Regions from separate parts of the Mus musculus genome. Here region 1 is linked to region 2. The links are chromatin contacts, called in public Hi-C maps. All regions are on one chromosome and are shown on one strand. The core of a region is the stretch at or near the end of the contact, and the rest is flanking DNA. Distances in the headings are between cores, read along the strand shown.

Region 1 (5,916 bases), core at 750-3,249, 370 kb after region 2:
CTGCTTAGTCAAATGTCAAGCAGGAATTAAAATCCTAGAAGTGTAGAAAAGGAGAGACAGAAAGGACCCTTAAAAGGCTCCCCGGGCCAAGCCCTGGCTTTCCAGTGCTGACTCTCGGCTTCTTTTCTTCCCTATTCTCTGATCCTCACACTACTTCCTCTCTCAGCGATTAGAGATGCCATGGCTAAAAGTTACTTCCTTCTCTGACTTTGAGCGTGTGGAGAATTTACAGGCTGTCAAAGTGAAAGTGAGATCGAACAAGGGTTGGCATCCTGAAAACACCCGGTAACAGATGTACCCTCTGTGAATTGCTGGATCACAAAATAACCAAGTTGTCCCGGGTTCCAAGGAGGCTCTCCACTTGGAACCCAACCTACCACTGCCAGGAGCTTCCGGAAAGAACCTACGGAAGGGTGTCTCAGAAAAGGGTACCAGTGTGGCCTTCGCAAGTCATCTATCCCTCTAAGATGCAAAGGTAGCAATTTTCGTTAGCTGGCTGCTTCTCCACAAATCAGCTAGAACCCCAATACAAATTGTCAGTCCCTTATCTGGCCGTGTCAGTTTCCCCATCATCCACATCCAAAAGATTCGGGCCCTCCCCCTATGATCACTACCTGGTGCCATGGAAATCAGCATGTGACCGCGGGCTACCTTGATTCTTCAGCGGTTCCAGGGTCCTAGGGCTAGCCTTATCTGATGAGAAGGGAAGCAAGCACACAGGTGGCAAGTGACTGCTTCTATCGACTAGTGTGTGCCCGATAACGTTCACGGAGGGTAAGACATGGCCCCTATCTTCAAGTATCTCACAGAAGGCAAAAGCAACCGTGTGCAAACCTAAGCGCAGTCACAGAGATGTAAACAGGAGCCAAGACGCTGAGAAGGGCGGGCGGCTTCTACGGCAGGGTGAGGCAGCTGCGAGGGGAGGTAATAGAACCGGTTTTAAAAGGCTAGTGAGACCAGTCGGGCAAAGGGTGACGGTGGGAAAGCCAGGCAGGAGGGTCAGCATCCTCAACCCCAGCAAGGAGAGAGAAACAGTCCAACGTTGCTGGAATACCAAGTGCAGGGCAGGAAGTGGAGGGCGTTCAGGCTGGAGCGGTGGGCCTAGCAAGGTGCAGCAGGCAGCAAGCCCGCGCAGTTCTCTCTGCCCGGGTACCCGAAGGGCCGCTTACGCAATTCGCGAGTGATCGAATTTGGGCGCCCGCGGAGAGGCTGTCAGTGACGGTCGGTGGTGGCGCCGCCAGCCCCCCGCCCCCCTCCCCAGAGCACCTGTGCGCCTTCGCAGCCGCCAAAGCAGCCGCAGGCTGCGCCGATCCACCAGATCTCAAAGCGGGCCCCCGGCCAGCGCCGCGCGGACCCCCGACCCGGACATCCCCGAACTCGCTCCGGTGACAGCGCCTGTGGGCGCCGTGGCGGCTGCCTGCGCGCCAGCGGGCGGGGAGCGGGTTTCTCTGCAGTCACCACCAGCTTTTCCCGAAGAGCAGTCCCCGCGGGCCTCCCCGACCCGGGGCTGGGGACGAAGGTTGCCGGGGAGTTGGGGGTGGAGGGGTGGGCACCAGGCCCGGCGCGGCGGGGAAGGGCCGGCGGCGGCGTCTTGGGGCTTGCGCAAGGCGCACTGCCGAGGTCCGTCCTCCCGGGCCGGCGCGCGGCAAAGCTCTCGGGCGCGCGGGGCAAGGGCAGGGGCGGCGCGCGGAGCCGCTCGGGGCAGGAGCGCGAGTGGGCGCCAGGCCGCTCTCATTACCTGGCCAGCGTGGTTTTTCCCGAGCCCGGGAGGCCGCGCAGGAGGTAGAGGTGTTTCCTAAAGCTGTGGCGGCGCGGAGGTGGCCCCCGAGCGGGCGGCGGCCGAGGAGGCGGCTGCTGCTGCCGCTGTTGGAGGCTCAGCCTCCCGAACGATTCCAGAAAACTGTCCTCCATGGGGAGGGGGCTGGCGGCGAGGGCCCTGAGCTCCCTTCCTGAAGTCACGGTCTTGGCCAAAGCTGTTGTTTTTGTGACTCTCCGGCCATGTGATAGATGGAGGGGCGGGCGCTCGGAGCCCGGCCCCTCCTCCCCGGCCCCGCGAACCGCGGGAGGGGGCGTCTCTACCTGTGAGGCCCCGGCGCTGCCGGGGAGTCTGACAGCCCGGGGAAGCGTGGGTGACGCAGCCCCCAGCGCTCCCTCCAGCCCCCCGCCGCCTTCCGCAGCCCTTCCCAAGGGAAGGGGCCTGGCCCCGGGGACACAGTGGGAGGTTTCCCTGCAGTCACTGTGGAAGCCCAGCCCTCTGCCACGGCTCTGCCTCATCTCACTTCAGACCGGCCTAGACCTTGAAAGTAAATACTTTCCGTGGGAGATTAGAGAATGTGACCAGCGCATCCGAGCAGTCACAGTAAAGACTGTTGTCTCCCCTACTGCCTGTGAATCAGTCAGCACCTGGCTGGGGTCCCAAGGACTGAGGTACACTCCTTCAGGGTCCTGTACGTTTCCTTAGTACCGGTACCGGCCTGCCAAAACTATCCTTAAAAGCTGTATGCAACTTTTAAGTCTCTTGTTACTCCTTGGGTCTCGGGTGGACTCAGGAGGCTTCATGAACACCTTCCGCTGCCACATAGCAGGGGAGATTGTCATGGTACCATTTATATAAAACCAAATTCAAGTTGCAGGAGTTGGCAGCACCCACTGGCTGTGACTCTCCAGTATTTCCCTTTAGAAGCAATAGAATGGTCCTGGTTTTCAGAATGAAACTGTTCAAAATTTGCATACTAGAAAATCTGAGATATTGGTGGCTTTGGCTACAATTGTTGTAAAAATCAAAACATTTTGTGTCTGGCACCTAAGGTATGAGCATTATGAGAAGGAAGTGTGGAGAAAGAAGTAGTGTCTTTCTAAGACTCAGAACCTATGTCAAAATCAGAGATTTCCTGATGAGCGCGTTAGGAAGGGGCTGTGTACAAGGAGGGAGGACAGCTGCCTGTGCATCTCGCTGGCTTTGGACTTCCCCTGGGTTGGGGTGTGGAGCAGTCAGGTTGCTCCCCCGGGAATTCCCCTCCCGGAGTGAAGCTACTTCTTTAGTCCTTCTTTCTGTGTGCACATTAAGAGGAAGCACGAGGAATGGAGAAGACACATTTGTCCTAACAGCAGTGACCTTTAGCTTGTATACGTCCGGGTTCACATTTGAGGAAGTGAATCTCCTGCACCCTGAGCATACCCTTAGCACACGTTTACAAACGTGGTTCCCCTCAGCCTCAAATACTTTCTTTTTCATTCCAATCATCTGCTGTCCAGTAAGAAACATGGAGCATTTGGGGTGTGGATGGTACAAAATGGGGTTAAAGGGCTCGATTTGGCAGCACCTTAAAGTGGATGCAGAGCAGATTAGCATGGCCCCACAAAAATTCATGAAGTGTTCCATATTTTGGGGGGTCATGTCTTTCTTGTTGAGTATAGACCTTAACCTTGTTCACCCATTGATACCTGTTTTTCTAGAATAAAACAAAACAAAACAAACAAACCCTAAAATGTGTGGATTTTTTGTTTTTGGTTTTGGTTTTGGTTTTTTGGGGGGTTTTTTTTGTTTTTGTTTTTGTTTTTGTTTTTTTGTTTTTTGAGGTTTAAGGACTGAGGAGATAGATGGCTCAGTAGGCTAGAGTCTTAGAGTACAAGCATGAGGGCATGAGTTTGAATCCACAACCCCATGTAACAAGGAGGGCATGGCTGCACACGTAACCCTAGTGCTGAGAGGAGTGGAGATGACTGGCTTGGCAGAGCCCATTGATCAGCAGCTCCAGCTTCAGTGAGAGACCCTTTCTTAAAGGAATAAGACAGAGAGCATAAGGGAGACCCCTGATGTCCTCTGGTCTCTACATGCATGCTGCACAGCCTCATATGAGCACATACACTCACACCCACTCACACACAACGGAGAGATAGCTCAGGGATCAGGACTGGTGTTTGGTTCCCAGCAGCTACATGAAGTGGCTCACAAGCACCTGTAACTCTAGTTCCAGGGGATCTGTTGTACAGGGCTATCCTCTGGGCCAAACAACCCCGTTCGTTCTTGAGGTATTTAGCTGGTTTGGCTTGCACAAATCCAAGCCGGGCTGGTTGATAAGGAGAGCCACTGGACCCTCAGCTCCTTTCTGCCTGTTGAATGCAACTCTGTCCTAACTACATGCAGTCTGGGGACAAGGGGTTCCCATCTATGCAGCAATGGGAAGGCCCTCATCTGTCCCTGCTGGGTGAAGACTTTCTGGTGTGGCCTTTCAGGTGAGGACCACTCATGCCCTAGAAGGTAATCACTCATCTATGCTGTGTAAGAAAGCCTAATAAACTCACTGCTTCTCCAGAGTGACCTCTGGTGGAATCATGTCTCAGTTTGTTGTTTGGCCAGGAAGAAAAGGAATAAAGATGTTGCTTATGTCTCCCTGAGGGAAGAAATTTTAGCAACAGGACCCAAAGCCCTTCTGGCCTCCTAATATGTGTGGCATGCATACACTAAAAAACACACACATACACACACATTCACACACACACAAATGAAGACTTAAAAAAATATAAGCCAGGCATAGTAGCATATACCTTTAATCTCAGCTCTTGGGAGACTTGGACAGGCAGTTCTCTGTGAGTTCTTGAAGCCATCTTGGTCTACATAGTGAGTTCCAGGACAGCCAAGGCTATGCAGAGAGACCATGTCTCAAACAAACAAAAGAAAAACAAAATAAAAACGTACACTGCATGGTCCAGCATGACAAACAGTGAATGCCGCATTGTATGATCACTTTGATGGAGAGGACAAACGGAAACCAGGTGCAGTGTGCTAACACTTGGGAACTACTTGGGAGCTGGGGAGGGCAAATCTAAAACATCTCTTAAGCACAGAAGCCCAGGGCAGCCTGAGCAGCGTGCGTGACTCCGGCTTAACGGAACAGAAGAGAAATAGGGAAAAATCATCTGATAAACCATTTGGGGGAAATGATGTTTTTCTAAATGTTACATTTCAATAAGATGTGGAGAAACAAAAAGCACAGTGCAAAAGAGAAGCTGGGCAGACACATCCTCTATACAAACCTGATAAGAATGTCCTACCTGGCCTCACCTCCACTCCAATATGCCCCACGCCCCCTACGCCAACAAGCCCCACCCCCACTCATTCGTGGGCGTATGAGTTTCGAGGGACCAAACTCAGCTCTATAGCATGCATTCCATCATTTAAAGCACATCCCTGGCACAATATGTCACTCCCCTGCTGTCAGACATCTCCCCAGAGGTAAGGACTGCACCCAATGTTCACCATAGGTGCAAGGAAACTTGGTGTGACGGCACGCGTTTTATGAAGATACCATGGAGGAGAGTAGTCCTAACCCGTTTTCCCAGAGCGTCTTTCTGGAAATTAGAAGGTGATAAATGTAGAGAAAAGTATAGAAAATTGCAGCATTCTAGATCCCAGCCTAAGCCTTGTGGCCAGTGAGTCAGTAAGCATTATTAAATCATAAGGACGGTCCAAATTGGTGACTGCCCTCAGTACGCCCGCTGTTAAATATTTCCAATACTATCCCTAGGCACGGCTATGGCAGAGTGGCTTCTAACATAAAAAGCCACACATTTTGCTGTTTACGGCACCAAAGAAAGAATTTTCCAGATGCCAGTCTCCTCCCTGCCTGTCAGTCTACCGATCCTCCTAACTCTGCCTCACTCTGCCCTCTTCTAGATGCCTGAGGGAAGCTGTGGGAGGCAGGTTGAAGTTAGGGAACCACAGGGCTGCTTTACATTAAATTAAGCACATTTAGTCTTAGTTACTTGGGAGACCCAGGCAGCAGCTCTGAAAGTTCAAAGCTGCCTGGGGAACTTAATGAAATACTTATCTCAAAACAAGACTGGGGGAAGGGAACAAGGAAGGAAAGGAGAAGACCACGTGAGCTCCCTAGCGTGGCGCAGATCGGTGCCGCC
Region 2 (6,498 bases), core at 2,310-4,809:
CAAAGCAGTTAGTCATCATGATGCCATTGGGTGTTCTCAAACATTTTCTTGGAATGTTTCTCCCTTGGGTCTATGTCTGTAATTTTAACTCAATGCCCTATATGTGGAGATGTTTTTAAATGCATAAATTTCCCTTCGGGTCTTGCTTCAGGACCACAGATATATTCCCCTGCCTATAACGTCTGTTCTCAGAGCTCACAGGAACAGCCTCTCTGCAGCTCTCACAACCCACAGCCCCTGCCTCTAACTCCAGCAGCCTACAACCTGATATGCAAGCTAACTTGTACTAATTCCAGAACCTACCTCAGGCCGGGCTGTCTAGATTGCAGCTCTGCATCCCGCCGCTGGGGGCGCCCCTGAGATGGACTAGGGAATATTCAGCTGTGCAGCCAGTGGGGGAGCTGCGGAGATAGACTGGGGTCTTATCAGCTTGTCTTCTTTATTTTGGTAGTAATAGATACTGGGCAAATTCTGTCTCAGGAGCTGTTGTAGTTCTTGCATGTCTTTCTAAAACAAACTGTTTTAAGTATCTTAAAGTTACCATTAGCTTCGCACAGAGTGACCTTGTTAAATTAACCAAGGTAACAGTCCGTTTTCAGCACGCTGGTGGACTCCAGTTGTTCAGTACATTCGGAGCGAAATGATAAGCAAGCGTCGTTTCCCTCTCTTGAGCTGATGCTCATTAGCAAGAGTCCTTCTAAACATTCTGTGAGGAACTTCTACGAACAGCTCTGATGTACAGATTACAGCCGTGTTGTCAATGTGTGTGCCTTTGTGGCAAGATTTTAAATGTTAGGTGTGGTGCTTATGAAAGGAAAATTGAGAAGGGGGTTTCAGCATCCCCTTCCCTCCATACCCCTTAAGACCCCACCCTTTGTATGCCATTATGTTTCCACAGGCTAAGATGCAAAAGCCGTCGTCTGTAGAATAGGATGCAGGCTTATCAGTGACTGTTGTCTTCTGTAGAAGATGTGGCTAGCTGAACAAATCCTAATGCAGTTGTTTGCAAAGAATGAGAAATCACTTTTAAAAAAAAAGCTCTTCTCCCAAGTTTTCAAAAAATATCAGGATAATTTGCTTCATCCTTGACAACTAGCAATCGGGATGTATGTGTGTATCAGACTTTAAAAGGTGTTGTGGGTGGAGAGCTCTGATCTGATAGGAAGTTCCTTATAAAACGTGAAATCTCAGAGGTTAGAATGGCGCAGGCTTCTAACAAGGGTGGATGAGAGTGTACCCTGGGCTCCTTCCTTTAATCACACCCCACGTTCTATGCCACCAATAACTGGAATTGACCATGTTATATTTGTCTAATTCTTTTCAAGAAAAACAAAAGCTACGGAACTGTGAAGGAGCAGCATCTAATTTCTTCCTCCCCAGTGCTGTGATTTGTCTCATCTTGCATGTCTTATCTCACGAAATTGCCTCATATGTCAACAAAATGTCACCTCCCACAGAGAACCAGGATCCACTTTTTTTTTTTTTTTTTGGTCACAACAGCTGATGAAACTCGGATGGAATTCTTATTATAACTCGGTCTTACGTACAGAAAAATATTTTTGTTTGGCAAAGTGTTGACAGCTGGGGAGACGTGTGACGTCATATTGCTGAACGTCCTGACTCACGGGCAGCAGAGAGTTGCGTTTGTAAGCAGTGACGTGTGAGTTTGCAGACAAAGGTAACCATTATGCCTGCTGAGGACCCATTTTTTGGAAGGCCCCAGACTCAGCACAGAGAGATTCAGGAATTCTGAAATCTTGGCAGGCACCATGATTTTTTTTTACCACTTGAACCATTCAGGTGCCTTTCCTCACCTCTGCGCCAGTCTGATTGGCTGGAATAGACCTAGTCCCTCCCTGCTCCATCGCCCTCCTTGTCTGAACTAAAATCAAGACTCTTTGAGGACTCCTTGTGGGGGTGAGCCCTTCAGGAAAGCCATGTTGCCATCCAGGCTGCATTGGATCCTTTAATAAACACGTCCTAGCGGCCTCTACAGACTTTGATTTAAACCTGCTAGCCACTTCCCTGTCTTCTTTGCTGGATAAGAAATTACTAATTTGCCACCTTATTAGCAACATGTAAACTAGGCACAGTGACATATGCCTTTAATCCCAGCACTTGGGAGGCGGAGGCAAGCAGATTTCTGTGGCCGAGGTCAGTTTGTTCTACATAGTGAGTTCCAGAACAGCCAAGGGCTATATTGAGAGACCCTGTCTCAACCTCCCCACCCCCACATGTACCCCCCAAAGCCATTTAAGATCGTGCCTGGCATCCAGACCGGATCTAATAAACATGTTAATGAACAAGGAAAGACGTGAATGAATGATTGAATCATGTCCTGTAAATGGGGCACAGACATGCCCATACAGGAATTATAATTGACTCTTATCAACCTCCCTCCGTGCACCAGCTCTGGTAATCCTACTAACAGCCCCGAACGACAAATATGGCTAGGATTATACCATCCAATCCGGATTCCACCTTAGACTTGTTGAGACCTTTATATCCAAGCTGTAAAGGCTGCTGATTCCTGAGTATGTTAGCATGCTTAATGATGAAAGCATAGATATGCACCAACCTTTTATTATATTTATATTGAAAAGGAAAAGACATTTAACATGATAGCCATTGTAGCTGACAGTGGACTGTTCCTTGTGAAATGATATACTTGGCCAATTACCTATACCTAGGAGCCGTTTCTGATTCTTTGATGATGCTATCATGAATGTATTTGTGTACAGGGAATCTGGTGAGTGTGTGTGTCTGTCTGTGTGTGTGTGTGTGTGTGTGTGTGTGTTTTGCCTACCTGCATGTCTGTGCACTGAGTGTGCACGATGTCATGGAAGCCAGAAGAAGGTGTAGAATCTCCAACCTAGAGTTACAGATGGTTGTGAGCTGCTCTGTGGATTCTAGGAATCTAATCCAGATCCTCTGCCGCAGTAGTAAATGCTCTTACCCACTGAGTCATGTTGCTCAATCACTTTTTCTTAGCTTCTCAGAAGGACTTCTGAGTGAAAGCTATATGAATGGTTTAATATTAAAAGGCTCAGGACCAAAAACAAAACAAAACAAAACAAAACTCCAGTTGGGTGGTGGTGGCACAGACCTTTAGTACCAGCACTCAGGAGGCAGGAGGATCTCTGTGAGTTGGAGACCAGCCTGGTCTACAGAGTGAGTTCCAGGACAGCCAGGGCTACGCAGAGAAACAGCCAATCAACCAACCAAAAGGTCCCAGGGCCAGCTCACTCAGCACCGTTTCTTGTTCCAGAGACATTCGCTGTATGTAGGAGAAAAGACTTCTTATGATAGAGTCCTTCGGGTGGCCCTTATTAGCTGAGTAAGGTGTCCGGGGGTGGGGGGCGCGTGCCCCTGATCCACCAACCCAGACCATAAACACAGGGTAAAATCAGGTGAGAACCAGTACCCGACATGGCCACAAATAGAAGTCAGTTGTATTATGTGTTGGGCCAAGTTTGTGTGGACCTATTGCATTGTGTTGTGTGCTGGGGGACTTTACTCTGGAAATCCCCGGCTAGTGTCACAGAGGAGACAAAGGACTGTTTCTGTTTTGTGTTATGCGTTCAACACCATATAAGGCATGCTTAGCCCCGTACTTGCTATGTGGTAGGTTTCTAGCATTTGTTAGATGAATGGTACATTAGAAACAAAGCCAAGTGGCTTTGAAACTTAGATCTATCACCCGCTGACTGGCTGGCCTGGGACAAGTCCTAACTCCATGTAGAGACCCTAGACTGAGAGGGGGCGGGGTGAGCTACTTGACCTACATATCGATCAGACCTATGAAGATCAGTGAGGGCCTGTGACTTAAGGGAAATCAGTTTGCTTGTAGCAGAATGGCTTTGTGGTAAGAGATAAAGTAGCTAAGACGATCAGAGAATGTTCTGGAAATGTAGCCGTACCCAGCTGGAAGCATGGGGCAGAATGGAGGCAGGAGCCTGTAGACGCAGAAAGAACAAATGTCTACACTCTTCCCTGGGAGGCCTGACATGTTTTTGTCTTTCTTGTCTCCTTTTAGGGCTCCTTTTGTTTGTTTGTTTGTTTGTTTGTTTGTTTGTTTGTTTGTTTTTAATGAATATAAAATTTTTAATGAATAAAAACTATTTATAACATTGATATTTTGCATTATCGTTTTGTTTTTCAGTAGATCCTGTTCTTTTTTTTAAGAGTATGTGAGTTTTCTGAGTGTCTTAGTTGCAGTTTTTATTGCTGTGATGAGTATATATTATATAAAATATTATATATTTTGTTATATGTTTTATGTTATGTGTTATATATTATATAATAAAATACATATAATTATATACTTAATATATAATTATAAGTACACAAATATATAATTATATTATTTTATATTTTATTACATAATATTCATATATCTAAAGTATATACTTGTATATATAAAATAATATAAGTATTCTATATGTTATATAAATTGTAATATATAGTTATATAAATTTATTATTATTATTTCAGCTTACACTTCCAGGTAATAGTCTATCACTGGAGGAAGTCAGGGCAGGAACCTGGAGGCAGGAGCTGATGCAGACACCATGGAGGGGTGCTGCTAATGGGCTTGCTCAGCCTGCTTTCTTGTAGAACCCAGGCCATCCGCCCACAGTAGACTTGGTTCTCACCCATCAATTATTAATCAAGAAAATGTTCCACAGATCTGCTGACAGGCCAGTCTAGTGGAGCATTTACCTAATTAAGAGTTCTTGTTCCTGGGTGGCTCTAGCCTGTGTCAAGTTGATACTGAAAACTAGCCAGCACACTACATAGTAAGCCTTCATTTCTTTTCTAAGTATTTTAAATTAGTTTCCGCAATATTTCACACAATGCATTTTAATCATATTCATCCCTTCTTAGCTCCTCCAAATGCATTCCCATCTTCCTAACCTCTGAATTACCCTCTATTTATCTATTTTCATTCGGTTATCCATCAGCCCATATACTCCTGGGTGTGGGACCATCCACTGAGTATAGCTGACCCACCAGGAGCCACACACACCCGTAAAGGAAACTAACTACCTCTTCTTTCCCCAGAAGCCATCAACTGTCTGTCCATAGCACCTGATGTAATGGGTGGGGACTCATGAGTCCCTTCCTGCTCCAAGCTAGAGTTTGACGGGTGTGATCTTATTCCTCAAGGGTTGGGGGGGGGGGAGAAAAAAAAGGAATTAGGAAGAGACCTACCCTACTATGGTACCCTTGGGCTCTGTTTCCTGCTACAGAGGCACATGGGCATCCATGTTCATTGCTGTTCTTTCATAAATAGCTGAGATACAGAAACAGCCTAGACTACTTTAGTAACGGCTGTATGTTTCACTATTTGGAGGTGTGGTCTTGTTGGAGTAGGTGTGTCACTGTGGGTGTGGACTATAAGACTCTTATCCTAGCTGCCTAGAAGCCAGTATTCTGCTAGCAGCCTTCAGGTGAAGATGTAGAACTCTCAGCTCCTCCTGCACCACGCCTGCCTGGATGCTGCCATGCTCCTGCCCTTGATGATAATGGACTGAACCTCTGAACCTGTCAGCCAGTCCCAGTTAAATGTTGTCCTTATAAGAGTTGCCTTGGTTATGGTGCCTGTTCACAGGTAAAACCCTACCTAAGACAATGTCCATCAGCTGATGAATGGGCAAGGAAGATATGGTTCATATACACAGTGGGATTTTATTTAGCTATAGGGAAAAAAATGAAGCCATGACATTTGCAGGTGAATGTATGGAGCTAGAAAGAAAATCCACATTAATATCTTAAAATCTTAATATCTTAAAATCTACCTGAGCGAGGTCAGCTAGATCCTGAAATTTGATATGAGAGTCTCTCATGAGTTCAAAGCACTTTCTGGAAATTTTTTCTTTCTTTTCTTTTTTTTTTAGAAAATTAATCTGACACAAAATAGAGAGTAAAGTTTAACAGGGATCCTATGTGTCCTTTGTTCTAGGAATAGTGTATATAGTGGCCTGTATATATTCATTACATACTTCAACACAACACTGTCAGATATTGGAATATTGGTGACTCTTTTTCATTCTTTTTTTTTTTTTTCTTTCTCTTCAAGACAGGGTTTCTTTATGTAGCCCTAGCTAACCTGGAACTCACTCCATAGACCAGGCTGGCCTCAAGCTCAGAGATCTGCCTGCCTCTGCCTCCTGAGAACTGAATCAAAGGCACTGCTGACTCTTAAGAAACCTAAAGCGGGGCAGTGGTGGCACAGGCCTTTAATCCCAGCACTTGGGAGGCAGAGGCAGGTGGATTTCTGAGTTCGAGGCCAGCCTGGTCTACAGAGTGAGTTACAGGACAGCCAGGGCTACAGAGAGAAACCCTGTCTCGAAAACAAAACAAAACAAAAAGGGGGGGGGGCTGGCAAGATGGCTCGGCGGGTAAGAGCACTGACTGCTCTTCCGAAGGTCCTGAGTCCAAATCCAAGCAACCACATGGTGGCTCACAACCATCTGTAATGAGATCTGATGCCCT

What was found. A called contact is a pair of places that touch in the nucleus more often than the background predicts.
Region 1: a contact with region 2 is called in a Hi-C map of regulatory T cells, with 5 times the contacts expected there. The contact joins the promoter of N4bp2l1 here to the enhancer-like site in region 2. A contact is called at or near these places in 1 of 39 promoter capture datasets (liver), 1 of 484 Hi-C or Micro-C datasets (regulatory T cells), 3 of 115 datasets of contacts at active chromatin or transcription factors (craniofacial prominence, embryonic forebrain and forebrain) and 1 of 9 other capture datasets (pancreatic islet).

The regions. Positions count from the first base shown.
Region 1 is chr5:150,592,526-150,598,441 of GRCm38.p6, forward strand. N4bp2l1 (NEDD4 binding protein 2-like 1) reads right to left here and starts at 2,000. Exons shown (of 5, transcript NM_133898.4): 1 at 1,739-2,000. The coding sequence starts at 1,911.
Region 2 is chr5:150,220,167-150,226,664 of GRCm38.p6, forward strand. It overlaps a transcript of Fry not described here. Among named protein-coding and RNA genes, the nearest start is that of Fry, 37 kb to the right of the region's middle. Within about 2 kb of position 3,560, at least 36 of the 459 cell types and tissues checked have an H3K27ac peak or open chromatin away from gene starts, as enhancers often do. A contact at or near this core is called in regulatory T cells, where this site is marked.